2 separate regions of the Athene noctua genome follow, and region 1 is linked to region 2. The links are chromatin contacts, called in public Hi-C maps. All regions are on one chromosome and are shown on one strand. The core of a region is the stretch at or near the end of the contact, and the rest is flanking DNA. Distances in the headings are between cores, read along the strand shown.

Region 1 (3,855 bases), core at 576-3,075, 130 kb before region 2:
TATTAACTGTGAGACCCAGTGACAGTATCTTAAGTAGTAATATGAGCAACTGTTACTGGGGTTTGGTTTTTTTTGGTTTTTTTTTTTAAACATGAAATATCCAGGTGAAGTGATTAAACTAGAAAGCCTGATCTAATTTTTTTATTCTGTAAAAATAGACTGACAACTTTCACAACACATTTACACACGCATAACAGAAAAATATCTCAAAACGTAGAGACAGAAGTATAATTTTAAAAAAATTAAAGTCTACTTAAATCCAGCAAAAAAACTACTAATACTCTTGATTACAGCTGCACAAAAGCATGCATTACTGGAAAATATAAATCCCACCTGCTATGGCACGTGTGCTTTCACTGAAGCACCTTATTTTCCAGGTAAGGAAAAGAAATTCTTTTGAGAAACCTGACAGAAAGGGCTTTTCCTTAAGTGCTGTATGTCTGATTCTATAAAAGTTTACGCGTGTTCACCACAAAATATGTGTGCAAAAAGGTTACTTAAAAAAAAGTGAGAAAATGGTATGTTTAAGATAAGAACTCTATTTGGAGTATCAGGACCTAAGCCAGTAAGCATCACTTTCTCACACACCACCTCTGTGTAAACATACAATAAGTTCTACCAACTCAAAAGCATAAAAGCATATTTGATTTTCTGACTTAAAACATTTACAGGTAAGGCCTTAAGCTGTCTGTTCTAAAACACCTCTATGTTTAAAAGGTGCCTGTAACAACAACAAAAGTCTTCTGATTCCACTTGAATGTTTTTTTCCTCTATTATGTAAAACCAGTAAATGAAATTAATTTTTGCATAATGATTGAGTTACAGATAAACCAGATGTAAACAATTACAGCTGACACATAATTACAAGAAAAGAGCGTTTTCTTATAATCAGGATCACTTAACATGCAGATGTTAGTGCTAATTACAGGTATGTTGACTGAGCTCACTTATGCCAATATTTACGTACCTAGCATTACACAAGTGAAAAAACACCGCTGAAATCAATAAATTATTCATGTCTCCGTAGGAAGACTAAATCAATAAAGCCTGTTTCATTCTTCAGTCTGGAAGTACCCTGGTGAACCTGTGCGTTTCATCTTAACTCATGACATTAACAAAACCCAAACAAACCAGATCCTACTTAATCCTCAATTCGATTATTCCACAATATCCACGGAAATTGGCTTCCAAAACTTTGATGGAAGGATAACGATACCGCTGCCTTCTAATAAAGATGTACCTTGGTATAACTGAGGTTTTTATCAATGACTCCCCCCTAAGTGCGGTGACTTAAAGACAGCTTTAAAGGGTGAATAAAACGCAAGCGTCGCGGATGACAGGGGGAAGTGCTCTCCTTTGCCTTCTCATCGGGTCGAGCCGCAGGGGCGGGCTGACGGCCACCCCCCTACCGCGAACCGCCGGCGAAGGGAGCCGCGACGGCGCTGAAGCCCGGGGGCCGGCGATCCGCAATACTCACACTGGCCATCGCAGACGGCGGGCTCCCTTCGGCGGCAGGCCCGGCTGCCCCTGCAAGAGAAGCGAAAGCACTCGCCTCCGAGGCACCGGCCTCACCTCCCGCCCGCCCCTCACACCGCCCGCCCCTCACACCGCCCGCCGGGGCCGATCGCCCCTCACGGCCGTTTCCCCGACAACAGTCCCGCAAAGCACCGCGGCGCTACCCCGCTCGCTACAAGCCCGGCGGTTAAAGCCGCCACCACCAGGCGAATGGACGAGACGGGAGCGAGAAACCCAGCGGGAGCACCGGAGACCGCAGAGCCGCCGCACCCCCTCACCTCTTCCTGCAAAATGGCGCCGGCCGCCGTCCCCCGGCGCACCCGCGCGACGGGCGCCCGCCCCCAAGCCGAGCGAGCCGATCCACCGACACCTCGATTAAGCGCCTCGAGGGAGCGGGCAGCGAGCGGGCGGGCCGAGTCGTTCGGCGGTCGATTGCTTAGGGCCGGGGATGCGGCGGTGGCGCGGGCCGGCGGCGAGCGGCAGGGGCCGGGGGCAGCGTGAGGCGGCTCCTCAGGGCGGCCGGGCCGGGCAGCGCCGGGCTGTGCCGCCGCACCCGAGCGGGTGTTTCTCCCGCAAAGGCCGCCGCGCGGGTTCCTCAGGATCGTGGTGTCAGCACCGGGGCGCCCGTCACCGGCGGCGCAGTACCCGTTGGGTGCGCCAGGAGTCAGTCACGGAGTGTAAACCGGGCTGCCGGTACACACCCCCCCTGCTCCAGCGCTCGGCTGGGGCTTGCTGGGGCCGGAGAGTACAGTAAAGTCGAAAGTGAATAAAAAAAGGAGTGTTGTTATTGGAAAAAAAATGCAGGGGGAGCTGCTCAGCCACCGAAAGGCCGCTGGGCCCGGCGATTTCTTGGAAAGTCCGTCAGAACTGGAACATAATGCCGCTTCTAACAAACCCGGTTTTCAGGGGCGATAGGTAGTTCCCTCAAATAATTAATAAAAACGTGCCTTGGTAGAACTGAGGTTTTTATCAGTGACTCCCCCCTAAACACAGTGATTTAAAGACAGCTTTAAAAGGGAAATAAAATGCCAAGTGTCCTATGTAATGGGTTAGTGCTCTCCTTCGACGGTGTTCGCTTTGCCTTCTCATCGGGTCGAGCCACAGGGGCGGGTTGACAGCCACCCCCGTACCCTTGTTCTACAAAAATAACTGTTTTACAAAATAAAAATAAAGTCCTTCTTCAATAAACTAAAGACTTCTCTCTCTTTTTTTTGTTGTTTTTTTTTTTGGTTGTTGTTGTTTTTTTGCTGCTTCAGTGAGAAAGGGCTTCGTTTCTCCACCTTTTCTCCTTGGGCCTGGTTATTGGGTGAGGTTTGCTTACAAAGGCAGCTTTTATTTCAAATAAACTTTTCCATTATGAGCTCGATTGAGGTAATTCCATGGGCAGAGCTCTTAAATATCTGTTAATTTCTGTACTCGCTGCTATATAAAGTTAATTAACTGCAGAAGTTATTAACGCAATTGCATATGTACGCGTTGACACGTTCTCCTTTGTGTGGCGTCGGAGCGGCTTGGCGGTAGGAGTGGGTTGGAAGCCCCGCGCTGAAAAACTCTCCAGTGCCCGCAGCAAAGAGAAGGGGTCATGGTGCTACTCCACTCTACTCACCGTCCGCGGCTGAAGGTGCTCCAAGATGTGTTTGGGGACAAGTCTTTGTCGCTCCAAGAAGAACGAGCAATACAAAGCCAGTTTGTGTTTGGTGTTGAGCCGTACTGGCTGTGTGGGTTGTGCTGAATCGCTCGCTAACCCCCAGAACGTGTGTTGAATGTATCCCCCAAGTCAGTGAGGCTCAGCTGGAGCACTGATTCCAAAGCCATGTTCCTGTGCAGGTGTAGAGCTCCTGCTCATCCTCCCTCTTCATTTGCAGAATGGTCCTGGTTTTCCAGTCCATAATATGCGTTCAAATTGCCATCCTCTTTTTTTTAACGTCACCTGGAACACGGCACTTTTGTCCCCCTCTGGCCTGAAGTGTATTTGTAGGAAGCATCATCTTAGCTCCTTCTTTTTCATCTTTGTATTTGTCTTTTTCCTCATCCGCTTCAAACACGTTAGCCATCATGCCATGTCTACCAAATCCAGGACTTCTCATAAGCTATGTCTTTTTAGCTTTTCTAACAAAGCTATCTTTATCAATTTTCTGGGTCTGGAATAGCTTTCCACAGGCACTGTGCTGAACAACCTCATCATCTTTGTCTCCAAGTTCAGCCTTTTTTGTTTGCCTTACAGAGGCGATCACCCTCTGTATCTTGCCTTCTCATACATCTTGGCAGCGATGGAAAGGGGAAGGGAGAAAGCTTTGTAGCTAGCTTAAGACTCAGTATTGTTTTCAGGTAGCTTTTTTG
Region 2 (4,191 bases), core at 885-3,384:
AGAATATTTATTTCATTATATGGGTGTCTCTGGCCTTTTACATACAAATTCCAAACCTTCCCATGTCAAGTAACTTAACTTGCGAGGGTGGTGTACTTTAGTAGCTCAAGATAAAATTTTCCAAAATAACTATTATTTTTTAATAAGCCCTTACTCCAGAGAGTTTCTTAGAGCCAGCTTAGTAATCAGGATGTAAGCTCAAACCAGACACACTCTAGAAGTCTGCAAGTCTTACTTGGCATAAGATGAAGAAAAATCAGTTCAGAGCTACGCTGATACCGGTTGTGGGCACAGAGACTGCCTTTTCCCAGTAATCGTGTTGCAAGAATTTGGAATCATTTCCTCAACAGCAAGAGGAAAGCCAACTCGCCGCCTAAACTCCTTTTTTTTTTTAAAAAAAAAAGGGATTAACATTTTAGTTCCTGGTAAAAGGACTGCTTTCATATTTAGAAGGAACTGCTGGGTTCCAATTCAACATTAACAAGCTATCTACCCAACCTGCCTAAAGATGAAAGGGCTTCCATACTCTGTCCAGTTCCTTCAGCTTTTTTCCCCAATCCCTTCTGCTGAATAACGCAGATGCAGGCTCCTGTTAATGGTTTCGGGTGTCATTCACCCCCGACCACCTCTCCCAGCGCGCTCAGATATCGAGCGGCAGACTCGCACTCCTCACTCCAGCGCTGAAGGTGGCAAGTTCAGGGGTGTCTCCTCCCCACCCTGGCAGTAACCTTAGTCCAATTACCAATGACAGCAGGATCTAGAGGAGTTCCTGGCCTAACACGAGATCTAAGACAGCCAAGAACCTCAGCCTTTTGAGGGTTTCTGACATGGCCACTGAAGGTACAACTGAAAGAAGGAGGGCCTTAAGCCCTGATCTTGGTATGTAAAAAAGGACAGTTTCCTCTTCATCCTCAGAGAGCCAGAGGTGCCCACCTCACGAGTCTTTACTGGCTTTAAAGACTCAAACACAGGAGAAAAAGTACGGTATTTTGTAAAAAACCGAACAGGCATTAAGGAGGCCACAAGGAACTCAAATGTGAGCTGATGTAATTTACTATATACACATATATAAACACCTCTTTGCTCTTTGACTAGGTGCAGCAGGGGTTCACAGCGGTGGGGGGGTAAAGGTGCTCCTGGAGCTCCTCAGATAAGCCCCTTCCAGGCAGGCAGGTGAGAACACATACCCCTGCCCTGCCTGCCTTCCCCTGCAATGCTGACAAATCGCTTAATGGAGGTTTGTCCACACCCTTTCCCCCCCTCCCCAGTCAAATATATCGCTAAAGTGTACCGCAGGTTGTTTGGTTTTTGTTTTTAAAAAAAAAAATACCTGAATCGCAGAAGCAGCCGCCCGTCTCGCCTAGCTGCCGCTCGCATCTGGGGACGGGCACCCCCGCCACAACGCGGCGGTGAGGGGCTGCGGGGCCGCAGGGGCGGCCTCCTGGTCCCCCCCCCCCCCAAAACCCCCGGCTCCCCCGACCGACGGAGGCTGCCGCTCCTCACGGGTTTACCGACACCCCCCCCCCTCCCCTCCCTCCTCGCCCCCCGACCTCCGGGGAGGGGAGCGCTCACCCGAGGTGTCCCAGAGGCTGAGCTCGATGCGCTGCGTGTCGATCTCGAAGCTGGCCGTGTAGTTCTCGAAGACGGTGGGGACGTAACTCTGCCGGGAGACAGCGCACAGTCAGCCCGCGCCCACCGCCGCCCCGGCCCCTCAGCCCCCCGGCCCCTCAGCCCCCCCGGCGCACCTCGGGGAAGCAGTCCTTGGCGAAAACGTGGAGCAGCGCTGTCTTCCCGCACTGGCTGTCCCCCACCACCACGATCTTGCACTTCACGTTCTGGTTGGGATCCATCACCGCCTTGCTCGATAACTTCTGGCTCGCTCTTCTTTCCTTCATTGATCTCGGCTTAGTCCTTCGGTCGGCCACGACAAAAATTAAAAAAAAACAAAACAAAACAAAAAAAAAAACAAAAAAACAAACAAAAAAACCACACAAAACCCGGTTCACCTCAAAAAAAAAAAAAAAAAAAAAAAGACAGAAATAATTTTTAAAAAAAAAAAGCAGGTGGAAGTGGCAGCGCCGCGGGCCGCGCCGCCGTCCCGCTCCGCCCGCCGGTCCCGCGCAGACTGCTTTGTCCCCCCACCACCCGCCCCTATTTATAGCCTCGCATCCGCCAATCACCGCCCGCCGCCGGCGCGGGGCCCGCCCCCTCGCCGCGCGCGGCCGCCCGGCCCGCCGGAGCAGGGCGCCCCCTAGAGGAGCCGCGCGGCGCCGCAGCCCCGAGCGGCCGCGGTGGGGTCGGGGGGACGCGGCGTGGGACCGGGAAAGGGCCGGTCTCCACCCGGCCGTGCCCCCCTGGCCCTCCCGCCTCCACCGGGCCCGGGCCCGTCCGCTGAGCGCGGGGGTAAACCCGTGCCGGCGGCAGAGCGGTGTCATCCTGTCAGGGAGAGGCCTGGTGTGGGGCCGGCGCCCTCAGGAGCGATGCGTGGCATAAAGGGTGGGGGTTTTTTGTGGTGGTTTTTAAAAATTTTATCCAAGTAGCCTATCTATCTCAATGCTACAGAAAGGAACCTGCGGCATGGGGGGGTTTGTGGCCTCCTGAGGGGCGGCGAGGCGTGCCGGGTCCCTCGGGGACGTGCCGTGCCCCCCTCCAGTGCCGCAGGCCTGCCTCAGCCCGGGCTGACGCTGGCTGTGGGCAGCGGGGTTTTTCACTCAAAACACGGTCACAGGGATCTCTGAAAAACTTCCCCACCGTTAAACATGCTCCTTTTATTATATTTTTTTAAGCTCCCTGGACACCAAGCAAAACCAGCCAACGGCTTATGCTCACCAGAGGGCTGAACGCTGCTGACTGTAACAGCGGTTCTGTCACAGCGCGGGGTGAATCTTTCCCTGAACAAGGGACGGTTTGTGAGCGGTTCGTAGCACGCTTCTCCCTCAAGTGCTCCTCTCCTCCGCCGTCTGGCTCGGCGTGGCAGGCAGATGCCCTCAGAAAGGCAGGCAGGAGGGCTGGAGCAGAGCCTGCTTCCCCTCCTTGCTCCGGCAGCCGAAGACTGGGGTGGCCTTGGTGAAGGTGGGGTCTTGGGCTTATCTCAAGTGAGTCATCCAGGTCATGAACTAGCTCCGTGTCAGTGCTGGGCTGAAACGTGAGCAAGTAATAAAGTCTTAAAACATCCTGAAATGGAAAGTGCTACTATCTTCTGCATATTTGACCATAGGGAGATTCTCCAGTGATGCAGAGAAGAGAATCCCGAGCACGACATTTCAACATTCAGTCCTAGTATTCTTGATTTTGTTCTGATGCGTCACATCTTTTGCTGGTCAAATTACTCAACTCTAATGAATTTTCCAAAGAATTTAAGCCTTGGTTTCTGTGTGGAAATCATGAGCAAAACACTAAAATTTGCAGCGTGTGTGTTATTTGTAAAGCCTTACTGAAAAGGTGGAGTGGACAACTTTCCGTCTCTCTTCTTTTTTTTAAATTCAAAGCTGATCTCATCTGCTTCGCTGTCTCCATCCATCCCTGGTGTCCACCAGCATGGCATCAGCTCTCTGGACGTATGATGGAATGGGAGAACAGTCAGTAAGCAATGAGGAAACGTCTTGCTCACAGCAAGTTGGTTTTGTCTCTTTTGTTTGGCTGTGTATGTTTGAACAGGAGATAAGTCTGGAAAAACCCCGTTGCGTAAATTCTCTCATGACTTCTCCAGAGTGCAGAAAATCCCGTTTCTTCATTCCTTCCCACCCCACGCTGAAACACGTGGCAGCCTCACAGGCAGATGCAGGTGGGGTGGAGCTCTGGAGGTTCAGCTCTGGCTCTATATTCCTGAGTCCAACATGCCAACTGTGGCATATCTGTCGAATATAAGGGGAGAAGAAGACGGGCTTGAAAGAACTCTTTGTTAATCCTGAATGGGAGCTGGCTATGAACATCTGCTCCCTATCAGCTCACCGGTCACCTCCGTACAGATGGAGCCAAGATGCTCCAATGCTGGTGCTGATGCCGCCTGTTCTTGGCTTGGCCAGGACTGAGGGTGCTCAGAAGAGAAACTGGGGCTCCCGGGCCCTGCACACTGGCGCTGGGGGAGACGGCTCCCTCACCTAGCTCATGTGGAAAAGTGGCCTTCATCCAGCTATGTGAGGAATGTGGAAACTTCAACGCACACGAAACACTTACTCATCGTGACCACAG

The links. Hi-C and Micro-C count contacts between places; a contact is called where the count stands out from the background.
Region 1: a contact with region 2 is called in a Hi-C map of heart, with 4 times the contacts expected there. The contact joins the promoter of MMADHC here to the promoter of RND3 in region 2. A contact is called at or near these places in 2 of 2 Hi-C or Micro-C datasets (heart and liver).

What each region holds. Positions count from the first base shown.
Region 1 is chr7:2,688,693-2,692,547 of bAthNoc1.hap1.1, reverse strand. It overlaps MMADHC (metabolism of cobalamin associated D), which reads right to left and starts at 1,825. Exons shown (of 8, transcript XM_074911057.1): 1 at 1,794-1,825; 2 at 1,478-1,527. The coding sequence starts at 1,486.
Region 2 is chr7:2,554,901-2,559,091 of bAthNoc1.hap1.1, reverse strand. RND3 (Rho family GTPase 3) reads right to left here and starts at 2,134. Exons shown (of 5, transcript XM_074911070.1): 1 at 1,746-2,134; 2 at 1,573-1,660. The coding sequence starts at 1,895.